3 separate regions of the Drosophila melanogaster genome follow, and all the other regions are linked to region 3. Evidence: chromatin contacts called from public Hi-C data. All regions are on one chromosome and are shown on one strand. The core of a region is the stretch at or near the end of the contact, and the rest is flanking DNA. Distances in the headings are between cores, read along the strand shown.

What was found. Hi-C and Micro-C count contacts between places; a contact is called where the count stands out from the background.
Region 1: a contact with region 3 is called in a Hi-C map of the Kc167 cell line, with 1.5 times the contacts expected there. A contact is called at or near these places in 6 of 107 Hi-C or Micro-C datasets (the Kc167 cell line, the ML-DmBG3-c2 cell line, embryo and 1 more).
Region 2: a contact with region 3 is called in a Hi-C map of the Kc167 cell line, with 1.7 times the contacts expected there. A contact is called at or near these places in 8 of 107 Hi-C or Micro-C datasets (the D17-c3 cell line, the Kc167 cell line, the ML-DmBG3-c2 cell line and 2 more).

The regions. Positions count from the first base shown.
Region 1 is chr2L:19,977,126-19,980,890 of dm6, reverse strand. It overlaps lncRNA:CR43620 (long non-coding RNA:CR43620), which reads right to left and starts at 2,062. Exons shown (of 2, transcript NR_048015.1): 1 at 1,848-2,062; 2 at 1,168-1,785. All of the region lies in intron 3 of CG43861, which reads left to right.
Region 2 is chr2L:20,133,614-20,137,795 of dm6, reverse strand. It overlaps CG10651, which reads left to right and starts at 2,873. Exons shown (of 3, transcript NM_001299166.1): 1 at 2,873-3,014; 2 at 3,073-3,464; 3 at 3,515-4,041. The coding sequence starts at 2,895. The coding sequence ends at 3,953.
Region 3 is chr2L:20,708,731-20,712,647 of dm6, reverse strand. It overlaps lncRNA:CR44187 (long non-coding RNA:CR44187), which reads right to left and starts at 2,552. Exons shown (of 1, transcript NR_073813.1): 1 at 1,642-2,552. All of the region lies in intron 1 of Hr38 (Hormone receptor-like in 38), which reads left to right. It overlaps lncRNA:CR44188 (long non-coding RNA:CR44188), which reads right to left and starts at 1,446. Exons shown (of 1, transcript NR_073814.1): 1 at 348-1,446.

The sequences.
Region 1 (3,765 bases), core at 813-3,312, 730 kb after region 3:
ACGTGCGAAGGACACTCGAGATGAGGAGGCATCTCCTGGCCAGGAGTAGAGGACGAGGGCCAGGGGTCTGAATAGAAGCTGCATGGAAGCCCTGACAAAATGTAACAGATTGGCCGCACTGCCCACATTCAAGGCGGGGCACAAGGCTAAAAACCTGGCCGAAGACCAAAGAACCATAGAAAATGTTGGGAGCCACGTAGAGCTGCATATTTAATCCTGTTGATTTTTATTTGTTTCCGTGTTGGCCCGTGCTCGACTATTTTTCATGGCTCTTTATCTGCCTAACGATTTTGCATGCTGCAGTGTGGCCCATCACCACCTCCTTCCGCTGACCTTGCACGTGTCCTTGAAGGCGAATCCCCAGGTAGATGACATAATTTCCCTTTCCTTCCAAGAAGAACTTATTTTCGTCTGCAACTCACCGATGACATTTTGAATATGCATATGAAGGACTGACTATACTGTCATGACAACTCTCGTATCCTTTGGAAAAATTAAAATTGATATTTAGACAAAGCTCGCGGAAGCAGAGTAAATGGCTCGCCAAGGTGAACGAAAAAACATACGTTGCCATTTTGGCCAAGTTCCCAAGCTTAGTCAACTCTCAACGCGGCAGTTAATGAGAATTTATTTAACTGACACACAGAATAAATGAGATTAGCTGACATCTCACCAATTTAAGTTGCGATCGCTGGACTTCTCAAGGTTTGCTCAAAAGCAATTGCATCCAAATAGAGTCGCACAGCTTTTATTTCCATTTCAATGCGGGTTGGTTGTATAAATCAGCGATACATCCCGAAACTTAAATTCAAATGCCAGCTCATTAAAAGCCACGTTCGTCCAACTAACAGCGGAAGTTTATGTGGCCAACAAGCTAATAAAATTAGAGTAGATATAAACATGCGAAAAACGTGTAAGTCTCAGCGGGGCAAACACGTCGCCAATTACAGCGCGTGCCTTCAATCAATCAATCAATCAATCAAGGCATCGGTCAGTTTTTGGTGGCACGATCGATTTTGACTGATTCACTTGCCACCCGGAGTGCGTTGTGAAAGTTACCAGCCTGTGTGAGTCGAACTGTAAGAGGTCCAAACTAATAGCAGTTGGCTTTAATGAGCTGTCAAATATGACGGCGGTTACGAAATCTGAATTAGACTTTGGTGAGTTGCGATTCGAATGGAAAATTTAGTGTATTTATCGGCAATGGAATTTGGATCAAAAATGAACTTTTAAGATATTTGGAGAAAATACCCGGCATTTATGTATATGAAGTTCAATGCTGGTTTTCTTAGATATTAGGAAAATGCATTACCACTATTCATAGGATTTTGTTTTCAAAATATTTGAAAACCCACACTTGAGCAATCAAGCAAGAAGGTAATTTGAAGTCCTCTTATCCCAGCTTCCGTTTGCCTCTCAGGATTTTAAGTCACTCAATATAGAAATCAGCTGAAAAGTAAAGTAAAACTAATCCCCAGTTGAGTAAAATATTGGCATTAAGTTGGCTTGGCTGAGAGGCTCATGGCCTCGCCAAAAGCGCAGTGAGCCGGAATTTGCTTTCTCGGCCACGTTTAGTTCGAGGGGATCTGGCTTATTAAGTTGGCCATCTAACCGCAATCAGGAGATCGAAGGAAATGCCACTTCGGAGGAAACGAGGATGAGCCAACTGCCCACGTTGACAGCGGAAGGCATCCAAGGTCATTATCCTCCTCGCCGACTGCCTCATCATCATCAAGTTAATCAAAATGCCATTGGACATTGGCCATTGGCATGGCTTGGCCAAAACTGTGCGCCGTAGAGAAAAAATTAGCTTGAAAATTGTTATAGCATTTTGTGGTTCCTCTCACCGCAGAATCAAATCGGCTTAAAAACACGCTGAAGAATTCCCTTTCATCTCGACGCGTCTTCATGCTTTTTCTTTCATTACTCTGCACTTGTTTTCATTTATGAGTGTTTTTTTTTTTGTGTTATTTTTTGTCCGAATAGCTGGCTCTGTTCACTCACTGGAATTCTAAAGTTACTTGACCGCAACAAAGCGTTAAATTGTGCCGAGTTGTTTTCACCACTTATTTATATCAAATTTGTTCTTAATCAGCTGAAAGCGTAGCCAACTTTGCCCGCCCCATGACGAGCGGTTTATTTGAGAGCTACAATTGAGTTCACAGCCACCTTCGAGGCAGAATATTTTAAGACTTTTTTCGGAGGCGAACGCATAAAAGGGTTTCATTGAAAGAAGTGGAATGCGAAAAGTGTTTAGTCACCTGAATTAGGTGCCCCCCGGGAAGTGACTAAATCATTATCCTTGTAGATTCTACACATTTTAATTTTTAAAAAGGGATTCATATATATTGTATTTTCATAAAATGTAGCATCAGTATCATCTCTCTATTATGCAAAGCATCTAGCTTGTAATACTGATTACAAATGAATTGTCTATCAATTTCATCGCCGCACATTGGCTTCAATTGCTTAAAATGCCGGACGCATAATCAAGCCACCGCTGATATCCTTGCACCATAAGGAGCAGATTGTTGAGCCACATTCGGCTGGGATAACAATAAGAGGACGAACAAAAACCCGTTCCCTGCCACATCGCAGGATACGTGCGTGGCATTCCACTCGAATGCCATTTCACTCTGTTGTCCACCTGATTCCCAGGATGCGGCGTTACGTGCCGGACCGTCTCAATTGCGCTCCTTGCCACGCCCATAATCCTTTCGCGCCCCAAAGTAGACTACGTAAATTAAGCAATGCCCAGTGCTTAAGTATCACTTGCCGTGAACATCTCTTTCGTTTGTGGCCAGGAAAACGGCCCAAGGAGCTGATGAAGGTAAAGGAAAGGTAGAAGGAGACAAAAACTAGGTCAACCGAGCGTTTTTCCCTTCCATTAGAATGTCCCAGTAGGCGGTTGACAAATTTAAAGCACTAAGCTTTTATGGAGCAATTAAGCCTGGTTAATAAAATCAACCTTTTGCTGACGACCAACCAGAAAAAACAGAAAGAGAGAGCTAAATGGATATTCGTTCCTGGCAATTAGCCTTGAGTATCCTGCATAATGTATATGTCCGATGAACTGCCAAGGGGTCTAATAGGCATAGACAATGAGATTGATACACGAGGGCCAGGCAGGTCTGAACTGTAATGTGTATGCAGTAGGAGAAAGAACAATCAATACACTTTTTAACAAGCAAATGGATAACCCAAATACGAGTATGGATAAGCTCAATAAGTATGTGCACTTATAGATATAGTGCATTCTTTTGGAACTAAGCTCCTTTTATGTTTGGAATTTCTATTTTGCAGTGTTCTTGTAAACTCTTTCTTCACGAAATTCACTTCTTGTAGCTTAGTGTAGTGTCTCAAAGGCCTGCGCCTAATTGGGAATAAATATTTTATTGGGGAACCATAACAATACAGCTACACTAGAGATGCGAAAGGAATACATATTTACGTGAGCTAACTCCCAATCGGTAAAAAAAGTATGAATTTGCTGGCAATCGCAATGGCTATGTGAAACCCCTCCAGATCGGAGAAACAGAGAGAGAGAGTGATGGCCTAGACCCACATAGTACGCAGACATCAAAAGTCAATCAATGTAATGTCAAAGCTACGTGGCTATCTGCCCAGCTTGGAGTCGCATATATAAACCAAAGGAGGGGGCGTGAAAGGACCCGACCCGATCCGGAGGACTGGGAAATGGGCATGGGAATGGGAGAGGTCCCAGGGCGGTGGTGGTGGTGCACAGCTTGACAGGAATATATTACA
Region 2 (4,182 bases), core at 1,624-4,123, 580 kb after region 3:
CAGGTGCACTGACTCGTCAAACATCGCATCGCTCTCACATTCCGCAGATCGTACATGTATGTGTACGCCATGTATGCAACACACCGCACCACATTTAATGGCCTCCGAGGAGCGCAATTCGGTTTCCAGGTCCTTTGTTCTCGCATAATGACGCTCTAGCCTTATCTTTCAAACGTGTCAAACATTGCGTCTTGTCTCCATATGTAAGGAAGAGCGACCTTCGGGCCCCAAACTAAAAATAAGGGAAATAGCCATGTTGTTTGCTTGTCCAAGCAGCCTTTATGCCTCGATCATCTAGAATGCAAGTGGTTTTAATTGCTATTGCGAGCCAAGAAGCCATCTTCTATCATAGTTCTTTTACAAACACAATCACGGCATGTTGGTAAACTAAGATTTAAATTACAAACGGTTTGTTATATGAATTCAATTCAAGTATTTAAGAAATATCGAATTCCTGGCACAAACATTTCCTTGTTTAATTCATTTAAAGCACTCATTGCAATTGAGATCCTTTTAATGAGCACACATTTTCCAATGTTTATTCAAGCGCAATATGCTCCAATAAAGTTTCCGACAATTCAGCCTGAACAAGGACACCTGAAACGGACCGAAAAGGAGACTGTCAGTCCGGCGACTTAATACTGAAGCGGAAACGAAATAATGGCGCCAGAATGCAGTTTCAATGGCGCTGGAAATTGGGATTGTCATATATATATGTGCGAATATGTGGATTCGTGGGCCTGCCATCTCCCATTCAATCAGGCAATTAACATTAATTATGATACACGCTCGAGAACCCATTTCCCTTTGGCCACTCATATCGTATACTTCATGCATTTGGCTCGCGTTAAAAGCATTTTTGCGACAACTGCTCCCGAAATTCAATTTCGGTTTCCTTTCTTCCGTGGCTTTCATTTTACTTTTTGCCAACGACAATATGCGCAGCTGATTTCCCCACAGGCAATTGGGGGGATCGTAATTAATGCGACTGATGGTGGTGTTCCTCGGGGCTGTGTGTGGAGTCATCAGCCATCAAATACTCACATATGGCAATCGATATGACAATTTGGTGCATCCATTTTCAGCAACTAATTGGAAGGTAAAATCTCTGGAGAGGTGCAAATATGTTGCTGCGTATTTGTTTAGTAAATATTAGTATATGATTTGATTGTTGCCATTGAAAATTGGCATTTAATATGCATAAATGTGAAACTAAAAACACCGGACAACTATCACATACCCTGGAACGTAGATATATATTGTAGTAGCACCATGACGATTGCTAACAAACTTGCTCACTACCATCTTCATGGGCGGTAGAGTGGGCGTGGTCGTAGATAGTGGCCAAATGAATGTATTCCAATTAAAAATGAAATCTTTATTGATAAATGTAGGGCGTGAGTGTTTTTTCAACGAATCTAGTTAACCGTGTTGCTCTACGAGTAACTGGCATGATTACAGAAAAAAATGTATATTCATTTTACTAAATTGATTTATATTGATTATTAAGTTAGCTGGTAGTAGATATGCAAACATTAAACATTAAGAATATTCATGCAGGCTGAAAAAAAGATGTAGATAAATGTAACATGTGCTATCGCTGATTTAATATACATTCAGATCTAATGTATTAACATACTGCATTAGATTTTTTACACCCGGAGCATTTTTATTTAATTACTCTGAAACGTAGCTACATTTCTATGAAAACCGCGTCGCTTTTCTTTTTTTAACACGTCAAGAATTTCCACCTCTGATAACCTATTTCATTTGGATGCAAACTGTAATCGCGTTTTTTCACTTTGAAAACGAACATGGCGTGAAAAACGTATGTAACGACTTCGGCACATTTTTTAACTTTTATTTTTGCCCCTCTGCTCTGTGTCACATCGCTTACTCGGTTCGTTACCTTTCAAACTCAATTAGTTTAATTAATTTGACGTAACGGTGCCATCTCTTTGTTGCCAATAACATCAACACGTCCAAAGAAGTACAGAGAATCTGCACCAGGTATGAAAAAGTAGCTGTGGGTCTCTCGCTGTGAATTTTCAACTCACTTTTTTAAGCCTTGCGAATGCACTCGTCCTTTCGAAGACCTTAAAACAACGTCTGAATTTTTCCAGCAACTTCTTAGGCGAGTCTTAAAATCGAACTTCTACAACTCTAGTGCTGTGTATTTTGTACTTACTTCGGTCCAAACCGCCAATAAGTGGATTAGTCTTTTAGTTGAGTGGCTTAACGAGTTGCAGCCAGATAGACAAAGCAGGGGGAAAAAAACTGGGGAACCTGACTTCCTTTTTTTTTTTTAGCTTAACCCCTGTTAAGCGGCAAATGTGGTGCAGCTAATGTGTGTATTATTGGATTTATTATTTCACGGCAACTAAACAGGGGATTTTACTGCCCATCGGTTGAACGAAGAACGTTGGGCTGCAAAAGTTCACGAGACAATTAAGTGGAGTACAAAAGCAGAAGTACGGAAACGAGTTTTCCCCCGTTAATTTCCTCATTCAGCGACTAAATGCTGCAATCAGACAGCCACTTAAGCTTAAGTCGCTTCCTGAATCAATTGCCTATGCCATTTCTTTATGAGCAATGCAAAGTGCCTTGCATTTCAATGCAAAAACCCATATAATTGATAGAAGGGACTTCTGGAGAGTGAAAGATCTTTAAATCTTAAGAACTGAATGGCCAATGCTGTCTCAGTGATACGTACCATGCCCTAAAGACACTTGGAATACAATAAATGAAGGAACGCCTTTCAATAAGTGATGTTAGCAACCCAATTAGTCGCGGATCAAGCGTAGAATTAACGATTCATTATATGCTCGTCAAGGCTTCGATTTATTTATTTCAAAACCTCTGTCAGAGCATACACAACTCTGGTTATTTATGCCATGATAAAGTGCATCTGGCTGCTGTTCTCCACATTATATATTCAAGATACAGGCGCTTCAGATAAATGGTGCAAAGCTGACCTGTGCCGAGGACAACACGTGCTCTGCGATGACAATGGAGTGAGTGGGTAGTAAACGGGAGACCAAATCATTCGGATCGCTTTACATATTCTTACAGAATTTTGAATCCACTTGTCCCAAACAAGCCGCAGCCATGGTGAAAATGAGCTGGGATATGATAGCCCTCATCGTGGACAAGCACAATGAATATCGCAACAAGTTCGCCGGCGGAATGGATCAGAATCCGAAGGCGGCAAGGATGACCACGATCGAATGGGATCCGGAACTGGCCAAAGTGGCCGACGGTCTGGTACGTCGTTGTGAGCCAATCCGAGATCAGTGCGCCATAACCCCAAATTACGGTCATGCGGAAGTCAGCTATTCGCTGGAAAAGTACTTCTGCATGACCACGAAAAAGGAGGCCCTGAGGAAGCAACTCGATCACTGGTTTGACCCCAATAGTAAAGATGAAGTGCAGAAGCTGTTCTTCTCATGGACTAAAAATCAGCAGTAAGTCCATGTACCAGGAAGTCCAAAATATTATTGAAGACCGTTTCCAGGGAACTGTCCAAAAACTACTTTCAGGTATTGAGGGATCGAGCTAATCGCGTGGGCTGCGCCATAGTTGAGTATGTTCGGCCAGCACTGGTCCACCAGTTGCTAAAGTGCGTCTACAACTGCGGAGTGAGTCTCTGTGAGGAGGAGGATAATCCCGTCTACGAGGACACCGACGAAGAAGCCGCTTCAGAGTGCATGAAGGGAAGCAATAAGCAATACAAGAATCTTTGCCACAAAGATGAGCTCGTGAAGACCTGCAATGGTGGCTCACTTTTCGTCGAACCTGAAAATGATTATAACGATGGTCAAGAAGAGAATATGGAAAACGATTATGAATTCGAGACCACCGTGTTCACACTTCCAACGTACGATCCAAACGATGTGTTGCCAACGCTACCAGACAACCCAGATTTAAATTTCAATACAATAGTTAAGGACTAGGATCGGGAATAAACAAGTTATTGAAAAGTTTTGACCCTAAATAAAATTTCAATTCATTCCGATCCAAATGAGATGCACAACAGTGAGTAAAGGGTGAAATGCATATCTGACTGTAATATATTAAATATGTCCTTAGTATCCGCGATTTTGATTGCTCTGTAAGTGGAACAGTGCGATTCATATGCGCAACACTAATATACATTTTCTGCTTCTCTGGTTTTGATGTGTG
Region 3 (3,917 bases), core at 1,303-3,802:
AATGAGGCAGAGAACTTTAAAAATTCTTGGATTATGATTCAAAAATGATTTAACAATTAAAAAGTTTAAGCATTTGGAGTACTATTAAAGGCAGCTCTAAAAATGTTCGGTATAGTTTTTTTTTAAGCACATCAGAATTAGTTTCAAGCTATCATTTGCATTAAAAATTGTATGCTATGAAATTTAGTGCATTAATAAAATTAATTGTATAGTTACATCAGAATTAGTTTCAAGCTATCATTTGCATTAAAAATTGTATGCTATGAAATTTAGTGCATTTGCATAAAATTAATTGAGGCAACTATACCGAACTGTAAAGACGGGCTTAAATCAATTACCACCACTTTGACCTTAGTTGTGTGTGCAGACCCGTCTTGGCTCTCGGTGAGCATGTGCTGCTGTTTTTGGTGTCGTACACATGTTTACCAGCGTCAGCAAAGCGCCGCAGTTTCAGCAGACGGCAGCGGACGCAGCCTGACGCAAAATGATTTACAAGCTGCACAATAAACACCGCACACAGATGCAGTGCGTCCGATTTCCACACAGATACTCACTATCGACGGCTAGGGATGGCCAATGCATTTTTATTAATAACCGCATAAAAAAAACATCGCCGATTGAAGCTCAAGCATGGGAAAGATAGATCGATCATTTCATTGCCGAGTGGGTGGTTGGTTCGGTGGGTGGTGTTAGGGCGCCCGGCGGTGGGGCATCCGATTATTGGGCTTACTAAACGGCTTGAAAGGCTTTGCCAATTCATTCGCTGCGGCAAAGTCGGTTAGCCACTTGTTAGCCGCTTCTTAAGCGACTGTATTTTGCGGCTAACTTAGCGCCCATTAAGTGTTTCCCAGCAATCAGCTTTTAAGCACTCTGCGGTTAGCGTTTTCAACTGCAAGTGGGCCATGTGAGCCTTCAATTCACAGGAATCTACTATATGCACATTCTAAATTGATTTAATTGTCAATATTACAGAATGATTATCATGCGCTACATATGGATAGGTATCCTTTCGATAGTCTTCGGATAGGTTTTTTGAAACAACTACCCAAGTAGAAAATTAGTTTCTATGGTGAAATGCAGTTAAACACTAAACCGAGGGTTGCCAATCGATTGCAGAAGTGAAAATGCAGGGCGAAATGCACTAGACTCAGTTGACTATTAGACGTGGCAAAACAAACATCTATATTTATAAGTTGGCTATATAGTACCATAATGGCGATGGGCGCCAAAAGTGCCCGACATCGGATGACAAACCAGAGCAAAACAAATCGCCGAAGAACATATGACCAGGTGAGGTGCATCCACTAGTTGTGGTATATAGTATTTAAGCCATGACGCCAGCGGGGCCATGAAATCGGCCAGTTTAACGGATTAGGCGGCACACAGTTTTCACATTACGGGTGTTTTCCCGAGGCACGAGTGCTGAAAACGTCATCGTCGCGCCGAAAACGAAAATATATGACGAAACCGTGAAAAGATTGCACTCTCTTTGCGTCAGCTGCATCCCTAAATGTGTATCTATTTATATATATATATATATATCTCATAATTGGTTCGATTTTATTTTCATTATATTTATGGCTGGCCACGTGCTGATGACGTCTTATTTCGGGGATGAGTTGGCTGTATGCCTGCAGTATTATCACAAGTCAGCGTATTTCTTATTCCTACGACTAGTCACATTTCGATTTTGTTTTTAGTTGTGTTTTTGTTCGATGCTCACGGCGGGGCGTGTGAAAACACTGTTGCTTTTACTCTTTTCTTTCCGATTTGCCTTGATTGCTCATACGCCCCGTTCAACATGGCAACATCTCTTGGGCGTAGCCAATTGCATTTCAACATGGCCCAAAGCGACCCGGCAAAAGGTCCGCCCGAGCCGCACATATATAGACGTTCGATGCACTTGGCCAGGGATCGAGATGATCGCGGCTTCCCTTACTGATTAACCCCAGCGAAACGAGCTTGATAAATGATGCAAAACACAAAATACCTAACTACTCACATATCTATGACACCCGAAAAAATTTAGATACAAAATATATCGTAGCCCCTTCATTGTGTAGTTATTCACGATCCGTCGTGCGTTGTGAGTTATCTCCGCGGCAGCTGTCGGGATGGCCATTGTTGATTGTTGCCTCTTTTGGCCATTCCTCATACTCGTAGAGACACTCCACACCGCTGCGAAAATGTAAACCATCCCCGCTCACACCACCCTGCACACCGGTTTCCCCGGAGCAGCTTCATCTGCCAAGACCAGTAGTCACCTTCCAAGTTTCGTTTTCTTTGGCCAAACACATGAGCAAACATACACAGACGGTGGCACAGGTGGATCGAAAGGCGTTAGTCGGATAGCCCACTAACATGGTTAGGATCTGAACATTTTTCCATGTCCACGAGCTCTTTGTTCTTCGGTTGGGCTGAGCTAATGCCCGATTCGATGGGCATTTAGTTCCGCTAATAGTGGACTTAGAACAAGAAAATAAAAGTAGTTTACAAAAGCAATACCAAATAGTAAAATGATGTGATATCCATTAGATACTTAACCCAAAGCCCGCTTAACAAATCGAAATCACCTGTCCAACTCCATTAAACAGTCATCAATTCGGCTTGAAATACTTCTGCCTGTCATAATCGCAATCTTAAAATGTAAATCCATCTGCAACCTATGTATCTCAACTATCTCTGAATCAGCTCGTCTCGCACTTTTGCTATTCATTTTCGCACTGTGCGAATGAGTAAAAACCACAAAAGTGAATTTGTTAATTTGTGTTTTTGAGGTGATTTTTGCTTTGTCTTGTTTTGTTTTGCTCTGGGACTTGGGATTTTTGTTACTTCTGATATTTCTGTTGCGATGGGACGGGTGACCCGCGTCTGGGCAGATGGATAGGAAACTCTCGATATTAGCAACTCGGGCGACTGCTTAATTATTTGCGTTGATTTATGCGAATTTTATAACGAAACGCGTCGGGGGAGGGGAGGTGCCATTATGGTCTTCATCGCTGATCGATGGCCGAGACATCCACAAAGCCACAAAGCAACAAGCCAAATGGCCAGAAAGCATTGATGGACCAGAGACCAGAGACCACAGACCATAGACCAGCATTAGTTCCAGTTCCCCTCGTCGGATTATCGGGGAACTCAAATCAGATGCATAATGGACAACCCACCTCAATTACGTAATAATTATGGTGCGCCCGGTTTAATTGTGTTTATTATATTGATTGTGAGCGCGTTTCGTTATTAATTGCCGATCGATTCGATTCGTTCGATGGTTCACACGATGGCGGCGATTCGAAAACGAAAATAAATGCGGAAAGCGCGAATTCTTCTGCTTGTGCATTGTTAAAATAATTTCTAAATGCGTCTGCCTTGTTTTAAATTTAAACAATCGCCGCGTAATTAGCCATTAGCCAGCACCAATATGCCCAACTAGCCACAGCATCGCTCTATCCTCCCAGTTTGATGTCCAAATTGGAGGTATTTTTGGCTGATCGGGAATAGAACGCGTCCCGGGTCGATGAAACTATTCCAAGTGCCTTTCAATTCCGCATAGTTGTCCTCAGTCGGGGCATTCGATGTAATATATAGCCAGGGCGGAAGTCATTCCAGTCTAGCCCAAACTCTCCTTAATTCGTTTGTTTGATTTTCAATGATATCATATTTATTTGGCATATTCTATAGCATAATTCTTTTTAGTAAACGAAAAGATGAAAGATATTTTCTTACTGGTTCATTACTTAAAATGAACTTGAGCTTAATTGAATCAAACTTTCTTCAGCTTCATTTTCATTAAAATTTAAATTTAATCAAAAGGCTCTATTAACTTTGAGATGATTTGGGGATGCTGAAGTGATTTTCAGCAATCAATCAGTACTCAGCGGTCGTGTTTCTGCATTTCAGCCAACATTCTGCGGCTG